Regions from separate parts of the Ovis aries genome. Here region 1 is linked to region 2. A link is a contact called in public Hi-C data. All regions are on one chromosome and are shown on one strand. Each heading gives the region's core, a stretch centred on a gene start, on an enhancer-like site or on the middle of the called end of the contact. The rest is flanking DNA. Distances are from core to core; before and after follow the strand shown.

Evidence for each region. A called contact is a pair of places that touch in the nucleus more often than the background predicts.
Region 1: a Hi-C map of hypothalamus shows a contact between it and region 2, with 4 times the contacts expected there. The contact joins two enhancer-like sites. A contact is called at or near these places in 2 of 16 Hi-C or Micro-C datasets (hypothalamus and skin fibroblasts).

The regions. Positions count from the first base shown.
Region 1 is chr25:33,889,324-33,895,398 of ARS-UI_Ramb_v3.0, reverse strand. No RefSeq gene overlaps it. Among named protein-coding and RNA genes, the nearest start is that of ZMIZ1, 51 kb to the left of the region's middle. Within about 2 kb of position 4,763, at least 26 of the 54 cell types and tissues checked have an H3K27ac peak or open chromatin away from gene starts, as enhancers often do. A contact at or near this core is called in hypothalamus, where this site is marked.
Region 2 is chr25:33,673,579-33,679,881 of ARS-UI_Ramb_v3.0, reverse strand. No RefSeq gene overlaps it. Among named protein-coding and RNA genes, the nearest start is that of ZMIZ1, 270 kb to the left of the region's middle. Within about 2 kb of position 2,666, at least 25 of the 54 cell types and tissues checked have an H3K27ac peak or open chromatin away from gene starts, as enhancers often do. A contact at or near this core is called in hypothalamus, where this site is marked.

The DNA of each region.
Region 1 (6,075 bases), core at 3,514-6,013, 210 kb before region 2:
AGAGAGAGGACTAGTTATCAAAGTTTCCCGTAAGTCCAGCAATTACTTATTCCCAACTCTTCTCTGTGAGCCATACCCCAAATGACTGAAATCCCAACCCCAAAACCATTTAAAACTCTTGAGAAAGCTCCCAACTGCCCCCCGCCCCCCTGCATCATCCCACCCCGGCCACCACTACCACCAACCAACCCCGAAGTGTAAAGTTCTAAGATTTACATGTGAAAACAGCATTTCATAACCTCGTGACTGGGGACCAGGAGATGCTTCTGTCCTGTTGGGTAAAGCAAAACCCAACCGACAACATTAAACTCAGAAGAAAGCACCCTCGCCCTCCAAATGCTTTCCCTTGGCCCCAAAGTCACACGTGCTCAGCGGCTTTCAATGTGTCTTTTGTTTGATGCGCTGCTTCAGTATCTTCAACCTGAAGACAGAAAGGTCAGCACAAGGCTCGGGGCATTCTCGAACCGGGCCACGAGGGCCAGGCAGGGGGCAAGTGAGAAACCAGGAATTTCCCCCAGTCTGGACTCCCTCAGAAAGCGGCCAGGACAGAGAAAGTTAACGGCTTACTCCCTCATCTAAACTTCCCTGAGAGCAACTTTTAAACTCCCGGGACCATAGTACAAATGGCAGCAAAGGCCAGTCAGAATTCATCACCAGCCAGGCTGCCCATTTTCCAGCTACAGCGCCTGCCTCTTTATCTCTACCTTCAAGAAACAATAATAAGCAAACCCAGGCACCTCTGGGAACAGCCTCTGGCCTCCTGCCCTGCCCTGTGTAACCAGCCTGTCCTCACACCCACGAAGGAGGAGGAGACGGCACCGGTTAACCCTCTGGTCTACCAGGCCCTGTTCCCGGGGTTGCGGCAAGGAGACAAACTGTTGCTCAAGAAAATCCTCCAGAAAACCCTTGGCACCAGGAAGCAGCTCCAGGCAGCTCCTGCCCAACGCTAAGCCAGGGGCTTCCAGAAGCAGCTTTCCCCTGCCCTTCTAAATCAGTAAAGGTTGGGCCCTACTCTCCCGTGCCCTGGGCTGTCCACCCAGGGGGCTCCAAATGGCCATAGCAGAGAAGGAAGAAAAAGGCTGGCCCAGCAGTGCCCTCACCCTGCCAGCCCAGCCGCCAGCTTCTTGGAGGACCTCTGAGAGAACATTTGTTTGGGCTGCCAAGTTAAATCTTCCTCCCTCATGTCAGGGCACTGGAAAAGCAGTCAGGGGGGAGGAGAAGGGGGAGAGCGGGGGAAGAAGCAGCGGGAGGGAGGCAGGCGGGCAGGCTTTCAGAGCCCCAGTTACTCCGGCACTGCCTGCCCAGGAAGCTTGCGGCTCCCAGGCAGCCAGCCGGGGCTCTGGACACCCAAGCAGGGGCCCGGCCGCCAGCCCTCCGGGGTCAGGCGCCGGGTGCCAGGCGCCCTGGGTCCGCGCCCGCGGAGAGGCCCTCCCTCAGTGCCCTGCCGGAGGAGCGAGGTGGGAAGGGAAGGCAAGGGAGGAAAAAGTTTGTGGTAGGTAGAGGGGTCGGGCTGGGCGGCCCTGCTGTCCGGCTGTCCCCTGGGGAGGGGTGGGGGGCCCCGGCCGGCAGCCCTGGCGCGCCCCCGCCCGCCCGCCCTCCGGTCGGGTTGTTTACATTCCTGGAGTGTCTTTTAAACCCGGGGCTGAGGCCGGTTCCCGGCCTTCTCCGGCGGCTCCGGGGCAGTCTCCCGTGAAAATCTGCTGGCGCACAATGGCCGGGAAGGCGGCTGCCCCTAGCCCGCGCCCCCGCTGCTCCGGGGCGGGGAGCCTGCCCTCCGCACCGCGCCCTCTCCTCGCCCGGCTGGCTTCCTGGACAGATGTCCCTGGCGAGGGGGCGACGCGCACCCGCTGCCCGCGCCCTAGACGCCGAGGCCGCGCTCCCCACTGTTTTCCCCCCAGCCTAGACGCCAGGAATGTGAATCAAGCTTCCAGAGCCCGCCCCCCACCCCAGCTCCAGCCCCAGTCCCAGCCCCGGCCCGGGCCCCCAACCTCCGCCCCGGCCGGCCTCCCACTCCCCCGGGGCCGCCGCCGCCGGAGACGGAGAGGAAGAAAGAACACGGGGAAATTACTTTCGTATTTGCAACGCGCGCGCGCACACACACGCTCATCTTCCCCCTGGGCTCCCCTCCTGGTCGGGGCAGCCCCATCCAGGCTTTGGCCTGAAGGCTCCCCGGGTTTCTAAAGATCTACCGGAAGACCCTTCACACACCCCTTGGCGTTCCCCGCTAGTACGGAGCACCGCGTCTCCCCGGGCAATTCGCACACAAACAACTTAACCGCGCCCCCCACTCCCATTTACAAAAGTGTGTTTCCCCTGGAAATTCAGATGCACAACTTAACACCACCACCCCTTGCCGCCCCGAAATCCGGCGCCTTCCCGGGCGGCTCTCCTACACACAGGCGCACAACTTCGCGTCTTTCCAAAGGAAAGGAGGGAGACCGAGATGATCCTACCCCGGTCCTTCTCTCCCTCTCTTCCCGAATCCTGGTCCTGCCCGGCCCCCGGGTGTACGGAACCAGGGTTGCAGGCGCGCCGGCAGGAGGCGGGCACCAGGTCCGCGCGCGCACAACTGCACTCACGCCCCGCACACCCGAAGAGCCCCGAACCCCGCGCGCAGACCAAGCCGGCTCCGCGCAGCCGGGCATTCCTCGGTCGCCTGGGCCTCGGCCCCGGGTCGCCAAGAAGAGCGCAGCGGAGCTCGGCCGCCGGGCACTCGCCCGGCTCGCCAGGTCCCGGCGGACCCTAAAAGGGAAAAAGCTCCAGCACCCGGCGCTCCACGATCGCACCCCAGGAGTACACGGAGAGCAGGAGGAAGGCCTGGGGCCAGCGGACGCCAGGGTCTGGCCCCAAACTTACCCGGTGCTGCGAGCGCCGCTGCTACCGCTGGAGGACGCGCCGCTGCCACAGCCACCGCTGCCCGGCAGGGCCGGCTCCGGCCGGGAGGAGCTGCGAGGGCGCCGAGATGGGCTCCGCGCCGGCTTCTGCTCCGCGCCGACCGGGGCTGGGGTCACCGCGCTGCGCCGGCGCTGCTCGCTTGCTCTGCCGCCCGGTCGCTGCCCGCCGCCTGGCCGATCGCTCTCCCGGGCGCCCGCCGCAGCTCGCTTTTTTAATGTCCACAGACAGTGAAAAGGAACTCGGCGTTAGGGGGTGAGTAAGTGAATCAACTCGCCCGGAGCCGAGCAAGTTGAAGTGTCAGATTACATTGGCTATTCTATTTCCAAAGGGCCCCGCGCCGCCGGCCGGCCGCAAAAGCCGGTGCGGAACTCGGGGAGGAGGGAGGAGCGGAGCGCAGCGCCACCACCGCCGCCGCCGCCGCCGCCGCCGCCAGCGCTCAGCTCGGCTTCCCTAGCGCTCTCTGCGGTCTCGCCTTTCTCGCGGTCTCTTTTCTTTTTTCTCTCCCTTTTCTTTCCCCTTTTCTTTTTCTCCCTTTTTTCCGAGCGTCTCGGTCTGGGCGCTCTCCAGGCTTTTTCCCCTCTAGGGCTCCGATAGGCTTCGTGCGTCACCCACTCCCCTACTCCCACTCACCTCCTTCTCTCTCTTCCCTCCACTGCTCTCTGGAAGCTCCCACCCACCCCCTCCCTAACTGCGACCTCACCCCCAGCTGCCCCAGCAAGTTTGGAGCAGGAGAGAAATGCTGAACCTAAGATGTGTTCATACTGGGAAGGAGGCTGAAATCACCAGTCTCAGCGTAGTGTCCCCCGCTCTGCTCTCACGCCCCCGACAGGAGTGCGCTCGGGGCTGCGAAAGCTGTCAGGTACCAGTACTAGGGCTGAGCGAGTTGCTAAAGAGATTGCCAAAGCCTTCTCTTGGAGAAGGCTTTGGGGTTGCTCCTAGAGCCCGGGGGCTGGCGGGTGGGGGGAGCAGAGGACGCCAGCCCCCTCCCACCAAAGGCAATGTTGGAGGAGGCTGGAGCGCCGGGTAGAAGCGGTGCGCAAGGTCTGTCCCCGCACTCTCTGCGGTCCAAAAGCGCTTGGATTCCCCAAGGCCCCGCGGGGAACATCCCAGGCCTAAAGTGCGCGGGCGGTGGGCGGCGGGGGCTGGGAGCGGGCGGGCGAGAAGGGAGCGGTGGCGCAGGATTCCGGCTTAGGGCTGTGCACTGTCCCAGGAGTCGGGGAGAATGATGGCACTCACAAGGTGTAGTTGGATACAGCCGCTCGCGGGGTTCCCCAGGCAGACCCACCCTTGAGAGCATCTAAGTGTGCACCCACTTCAGCTCACATCCGCTGCCCCTCACACGGAAACTCCTACCCAAACGGCACACGTTTGCACCCACACTGAGTATTACTAACACGCTTCCACACGCACACGCACCCACACACACGTACATTTGCGCTCACAAATATGCCAGTGTACATGGCAAGCGCGCACACACCACTGTACAAACCCACATACACTCAAAAAACAAAACATCCCCTGTGCACTAAATCCTCACATTCAGGTACACATGCAAACACATCCTTCCACGTCCTCTTCCATAACCCTTCCCCTCAGCCCCCCTACTCATGATCTGCGGTACCCTCAGTCCCAAATCATAATCAGCGCCCGCACAGCCCGGGTTGGACACAAACACGCGCGCACGCGCGCACTCCCCTCCCCGCGCCAGCTGGGGAGGCTTCGGCCCGGCGCCGGCTTCGGATTCCAGGTGTAGTGGCGGTTCCGCGCTCCGCGTTTTCCAATCCGCCGCGGTGTTGGAGGCGAGGCGAGGAAGGGAGCTGGAATAACAAAGGCAAGTTGGGGAGAGCGCAAGGGGGCGCAGCCCCGGCCGGGCCGCGGGGGGAGCCTTGCTCTGCCGGGGCTTTAGAGGCTGCTGGGTCTCGGGCGCCAGGAGTCGGAGCCCGGGAGCCGGGATGGGGGTCGAGGGGCGGGGCCTCTGCGTGACGTCAGAGAACAATGACACCGCCGCTGGGGGCGGGGTGGGGTGGAGGCGGGCACCCGGAGAGAGCAGAGGCGGGGGTCTCCCCGGGGGCCTGAGACTAGCGGAAGACGTACTGGCTCGGCTGGGGCCGTTGCCTGATTGACGAGGCCCGCTTGGGAGAGCGGACGTGCCACGCAGATTCGAGGATGGCCCCAGGCCTCCTGAGCAGGGATCAGCGCGGACCCTGGGCCAACGAGGGAGCAGGCCGGAGTACCATCCCCCTCAACCCTCTTTTTAGAACATCCTTCAGAGGGCTTCTCTGACCTCGGCTTGAACTCCTTCAGGGCCGGCGAGATCATTCCTTCCACCACCGGAGGGAGAAGAGGCAAAATGAATTTGCCAGCCCTGAATTCATTCTCAAGGCTACGCTATTCTGACAGCCAGCAAACTCAGCCTGGATTCCTGAGAGCTCAGAGGACTGCAGCTCAGGTCCACAGGGCTGGGGGTGGGAGGAGAAGGGAGAATGCCAGGAGCCTGCTTGATCTTCCCATGGGAAATTCTGCCTCCCTATAGGAGCCATTAGGTACCCCTTTCTGGGCCTTAGCCTTTCCGCTTGTCACATGGGCTGTTATCAGGCAGCTACTTTGCTTCTCCTCTCACACAGGTGTCAGCTGAGCAGCTCTGGTGATGGTGGATAGTCTGAAAACCTTTGAGACCTCTAGGGACACCAGCGAGGACTGTCCCAGCACATTCCTGTGGGAGGGCACCCCAACCCCTCCTCATTAAGGTGGCCTGGGTTCCTTAAGTTGGGAAATGGGAGTAAGCTGAGAAACCCTTGAAGGCCTGACCCAGTGCTGAAAGGTGCTGAAAAGGTGATTCACTTGATGAAAGGTGGCTGGGGCAACAGCTGCCTTCCTTCCACCACCCCTCCACCCTGCCCCCCAAAATCCATAGCATTGCAGCAGTCAGAAAGCCATCCCTACCCCAGGTCCAAAACCTTAGGACAGAGTTTCTGGGTGTTTAAGAACCTGAAGGGCAAGAATCAAGCCCCAGCTAAGAACTAGGCCAGTTCCTATTGCTTTGATGACCACCTCGGTCAGGATGTTCAGTCAGTTCTCTAAATATTTTGTCCAAATCTCTTAGCGAGTGACAAAGTATAGCTACTTCTAAAAAGTGGGGGATGCAGGTGACATGAGGGGTGACCACTCATGTTCAAAAGC
Region 2 (6,303 bases), core at 1,417-3,916:
TTGAAGCAGGACATGGTGTTTTGCCAGAAGTCAATGAAACGCCCTAGTAGAACAGAACGGTTTAATTCCCTCCTCAGATACAGGGCTGAGGAAGTTCAAATAGGCTTCTGCCTATGTCTGCTCCCCACATCAGCCTGTCAGATGCCCATCTTGGAGGCCTGGTGGAGGCCCTCGGAGGCTGGACCTTCCAAGGAGGCTCTGACCACCTCTAATGGGTAGCAGCCCAAACCGCCTGGCAGCGTTGGCCTGCCCTTGAGCCCTTCCCTGACTGCATTTGGACTGGCCATGACCCTGACTCCTCAGCTGGCCCTCACCTTGGTTGTCTGTTTCCTCTGACTTGGACCTGGCCCGGCCTGGGCTCCCCTCTTGGGCTCTGGTGCCCTCTCTACCTCAGTTGGGCTACTTTTGGCTTCCGAACTCCTGTCTCAGCCCTGACAGCTTATGGTGACCCCATCCAGTAAATGTCTAAGGGAACATCCTCCCAAGGCTGGCTGGGCTTCAGAGTCAGGCCTGACCCTGAGTGGTCTTCCCGTGCTGGTTCTCACATGAGCGTGAGCACCGCATCTCACCTGCTAAGTTCATCTGCATTGTGGGAATTTCAGAGTCCTGCAGACGTCCCTTCCTTGGTGTTTTGGGAGTTGCTAAGGATGTGGTTCCTTTCTGCGGTTTTTGATACAGCCATCATTGCTGCTCACTAGGCCTGCTAATCCAGCTGACACTGGGGACTTCCAGCCAGACCAGAGCCTGCTGAGCTGGGCCAGACCAGTTCTCCCGGCAGAGCACTGCTTCCTTGGAGCTGGACATGCCCAAGCCTGATGCTGGTAGCTGTCCCAGGACCACTAGAAGAGATCCCAGTTGTTCTGCTGCCTGGCTCAGAGTTGGGAGGTGTGGACACAGACCCTTGCATGTTCCTTATAAAGTTAGTTGGAGCATATTCCTTGCTTTGGAGTCATATTGACTTAGGGATGGAGAGTTCCATGCAGGGTTATTTGAATTCCAGTGAGTTATTTACTCATTGATTCATTCACTCATCAAAACTTGGTTAAGCTCCTGTTAGGCGTCTCACCCCATCTGCCCTCATGGAACTTATACTCTAGTGGTGGGTACACTCCATTACACAGATAAATAGGAAGTATTTATTGCTGGACAGGAGACAGCAAAGCTAGGATGCAAATATGACAGGGAGTGACTGGAAGCCAGTGTAGGTGGTATGGTCAAGGACTTCTTTGAGGAAGTGACATTGAAGCTGAGACTCAGACGATGAACAAGGATAAGCCGTGCAAAGCTCTAGAGGGACAGCATTTCCAGAGGAGACAGCTGCAGTGCAGAGGCTGGGGCTGAAGGTAAGACTGGTGGGTTCAGGATGAGAATAGGGCTGATGTGGCTGAAACCTGGTGAGTGCAAGGGGCAAGCAAGGTGGGAGATGGTGGGAGAGCTTGGGGGTGCTGATCACAGACGGTCTCATGAATCAAGATAAGAGGTCAGATTTTATTCCAGTGGGAAGGAAAATCCTGGGAGGGCTCCGTGACCAGAGAGATGGGGTTAGATACAACCAGGGCATTATTAGTTTACTTCTTGAAGCCTCAGTTTTCTCATTTGTGAAATGAACACAGTAATAGCTCCTCTGCAGCCTGGAATAACGTGTGAGAAGACAATAGAACTATACAACTGCATCATGAATTGTGTGCTGAGGTGAATTTTAACAGCTGAGGGTAGCTCTTCCTTTTCAGTCTCCAGGAAATTTCAAAGTAAAAACAATATAGGTTGCCCAGTGGTAGGAATCACCCAGCTCAATAGGGGAGACCATTTCTAGCCCTGAATTTAGAAAGGTTTTTATCCCTTGGATGCCCTGTTCCTTATTTTCCACGTCATTCCTACGTTCCTGAGACATCTTGACTGTCTTTAGCCACTGGCTGGTTTAGGATCCCTGGCTTAGCTGTAAACTGAAGATTTACCTATAGATTTGGAATTCGTGCCAGTGAGCTACAGCCCTCAGCTTTATCTCCCACAGCCCGAGCCCTGGTCAGAAACTGGCAAGAGGGGCTGCTAATAACCCAGAGGGTCTTCACTGATCCTGTCTCCAGGCACGGGTGTTTACTTCCCGCAAATTTCCTCACTTGAAACCCACTACTAACGAATAATCTCTGTGTGTTGTTGGCGCAGATGGAGCAACTGATGATGGTTCAGAGTCGCTGTTGGGCAGTAGCCTGACTCCTTCCATGGTTTGCCCTTTATGAGCCATGTGATTGGGGAAAATCTCACTCACCTCCTAGAATACGGTCTCCCAGCTGGTCACAAGGGATCAGGATCTCTTTCAGGAGGGCTGTGGTGAAATTAAAGTGAAAGCTCCATCAGGCCTGGCCATGGAAGGGCTCCTCACCCTGTTCTGTTTATTCACAAACGTAGCTGCAGTTGCGGAGCCGCAGCCAAATTATGAATCAGTGATGCACAGCCTTGTTCCCAGGATAGTCAATTGTTGAGTGAGTCTAGATCTTGCCTGGGCAGGTGGCATTTGAGCACCCTGGCAAATGACTTGAAAACATGAATGGAATGGCTTTAAGGCCACTCTAGCCTGCTTTCCCAGATTCTCCCAGCAGAAGCAGGCGTGGCGGAAGAGAGGACTCCCTGTATCTGTGGCTGAAAACTGGGCAGGGAGCCCAGGGGGCAGGCACGTGGTTGACTCTTCTCCAGGCCGTTCACAGCCCAGGGCACAGGGCCCAGCACAAATAGATGCTCAAGGGAGCTGAACATTCAAACATGAGTCCGCTTATGACTAGACTCCAACAGTTTGTAGCAAGGTGTGGCTGGGTCCTTAGAAATAAACAAAACGAATGTGCGGATAACTGACTATCACTTCACTCACGCCTTTCACTTAGTCCTGTTCTACTGAGCCCATCCACTGCTTAGACACTGCCTGCTCCCCTAACCCTCTCACAGGCACTCACGCACACTCTTGCACCCCTCACTCACGCACACCCTGAACACGTACGCAGAGAGCAGCACTGCAGAGTGGCTTAGGAGCCCCACTGGGGCAACTGGAGCTTGATCTTGACTCTAGCATGCCGTTCCTGTGGGACCTTGGGCAAGTAACTTAACCACTTTAAGGCCCATCTGCAAAACGGAGGGAAAAATACCCTGCATAACTACTGTTGAGAAGAAAGGCATCTAAGCAGTCACATGGCACCTGGCAGGCAGGAAGTCTCGCTAAACACTGGCTCTGCAAACTGGAGTGTCCCCACGTGCACTTACACACCAGCACTCAAGGAAAAGGGCATAGAAACACACAAGTAAGAATCAGGGCTTTCGCCCTCTGTGAGCCACTGGGCCAGGGGACAAGAGGGTCTGGAACTGGTTGTGGCAGGATGGTGCTGTGCTGGGCCTTGCTCTTATTTGGGTTGGGGCGTGGCCTGCTGGGTCCATGCTGGGCAGAGAGCAGCAGAAGTCTGTGTCTGGAAAGAAATGGACAGAGCCAACAAGGGCCCCTCATCCTCAGAAAGTGACTGTGGCCCCTCATCCCCAGTCAGAAAGCTGTGGAATAAAAGCCGGCTAGCTTTTGTCTCTATCAAGCGGTCTTTTATTTGGAGAGATAACAAAGGACAATTAATATAGCAATTGGGAGCAACCTTTGATGCTCTGGTAATTTCTCTGCTTTATAATTATTGAACAACCAGGGTTTTCCAGGCTCCCCATTAAGTCACATTGGAACCAGAAACAGACAGAAAGTGGACAGTGCAACTAGAGGCCTTGCTGACCCAAGGAAGGACAGCAATCTGTGATACCCCAGGCAAATGCCTGAGGTGGGCGTGGTGCCTTAAAGAAGGGTCCAGCTTGGAAAAGGAGCTTCCCACCTGGGTGGCAGCTAGCTAGCCTGGGAGGAGAGCAGATGCTGTTGCTGATGGAAGGTCTGAGGGGAGCATCTGGCCTCTGATGCTGGCACACACCTCTGAGAAGCAGGCTCTTGGCATGCCTGCTCACCCAGCCTGGCACACCTGAGATCAGAAGCCAGCCCTGCTCCATCCGGGGGAATTGGCATTAGTGGAGGCTGGTCCTCTTAACTCACTGAGCGTCACCTCTGCATTCATGCAAGCAGCAGCCTATTGCATCTCTGAGCTTCCTCCAAGGGCAACACACTTGATGATTTGGGTTTAAGTAGCATCAGGGAGAGAAGGCCAGTTTCCTGCCTGGAGCACCCATTGTGATGGGCCTTCGCCAGCTTTTCTATATCAGGACAGCTCTTCAGACTGTTCACAGCTAGGAGCACCTGCTCTGGCTTTAGTACCCCACTTTAAAAGCTTCTCAAAAGTCTTCTCTTCCTCCTCCATCCTTAACACAGCCTCTATTTATTCAGCCCCTACGAGGTGCCAGGCTAGGCACACTGCCCACATTATCTTATGAGATCCCCACAACAACTCTTACGGAGGACTTGCTATGGTGTCTGCCTAATGGAGAAGAGACTAGTATTCCCCAAGGTGACGTCACTTACCTACGGCCGTGTTGCTCACGCGTTGCACAAACAGGTAGACCTATGTCTATCCAACTGCCAAGCCATAGTCCCAAGCACTGGGCCACATGGCCTCCTCCTGATTGTTGCAAAATGGGTGGGACCCAAGTTGGTAGCACAGACTGCGGTCAGCTCACATGGGAGGAAGGGTGTTCGGAATTCTGACCCATCGCTTCTCCGCCTTTTGGCAAAGAGCAAGTGTGGAATTCTGGCCCAGCCATACTTGCCACCTGTCACCATGCCATATCGGGGTACTGGACAGCTCTGCATCAGGGAGAAACTTTTAACAATGCCTGTGTCTTTGTATCACCTGTTCACACTCAGAGTCCTGAGTGGGAGCATCCTGCTGGCCAATTCTAAACCCCATTCTCCTGTCCTGGAAGCTGGGAAAAGAAATCTCCACTTCCTGGACAACATGTGGGGTGTTGAAACTCCGCACCCCACATTCTTTGGGATTCTCTCAAAGAGAAATAATGTTTGAATGCTGGGAAGCACAAGCAAAAAGTCAGGTGTCTAGTTCAGAATTGTGAAGAAACATCTTCCCCACTCCCACCTTCTAACACATGGGAAACGTGCTCAGATTGATTTGGGATGTTTGTAGTCTTCTAGGGGGAATGGAAGCACACGCTGCATAGCCTCCACCGGAGATCCCATCTTGCTACTTTCCTTTATGGATGGAGACGTTGGAGCTCAGAGAGTTTTGTACACCTTCAGAAAGTCAAACAGCTTCTTAGTGGCGTTATTTTATAATAAAAATTCCGTTCATGTATACCAGCTTGGGGTGGCTGGTCTGAATCAGTGAATATTGGGTGAAATGTCTTTCCCTTCTTCCTCCATCCCTTTCTTTCTCAGTTCAGTTCAGTTCAGTTGCTCAGTTGTGTCCGACTCTTTGCGACCCCATGAACCACAGCACGCCAGGCCTCCCGGTCCATAACCAAATGCTGGAGTCTACTCAAACCCATGTCCATTAAGTCGGTGATGCCATCCAGCCACCTCATCCTCTGTCATCCCCTTCTCCTCCTGCCTTCAATCTTTCCCAGCATCAGGGTCTTTTCCAAGGAGTCAGTTCGTCGCATCAGGTGGTCAGAGTATTGGAGTTTCAGCTTCAACATCAGTCCTTCCAATGAACACCCAGAACTGATCTCCTTTAGAATGGACTGGTTGGATCTCCTTGCAGTCCAAGGGACTCTCAAGAGTCTTCTCCAACACCACAGTTCAAAAGCACCAGTTCTTCAGTGCTCAGCTTTCTTTATAGTCCAACTCTCACATCCATACATGACTACTGGAAAAACCATAGCCTTGACTAGACAGACCTTTGTTGACAAAGTAATGTCTCTGCTTTTGAATATGCTGTCTAGGTTGGTCATAACTTTCCTTCCAAGGCATAAGCATCTTTTAATTTCATGGCTGCAGTCACCATCTGCAGTGATTTTGGAGCCCCAAAAAGTAAACTCAGCCACTGTTTCCATCTATTTCCCATGAAGTGATGGGACCAGATGCCATGATCTTTGTTTTCTGAATGTTGAGCTATAAGCCAACTTTTTCACTCTCCTCTTTCACTTTCATCAAGAGGCTCTTTAGTTCTTCTTCACTTTCTGCCATAAGGGTGGTGTCATCTGTATATCTGAGGTTATTGATATTTCACCCAGCAATCTTGATTCCAACTTGTGCTTCCTCCAGCCCAGCATTTCTCATGATGTACTCTGCATATAAGTTAAATAAGCAGGGTGACAATATACAGCCTTAATATACTCCTTTTCCTATTTGGAACCAGTCTGTTGTCTAACTGTTGCTTCCTGACC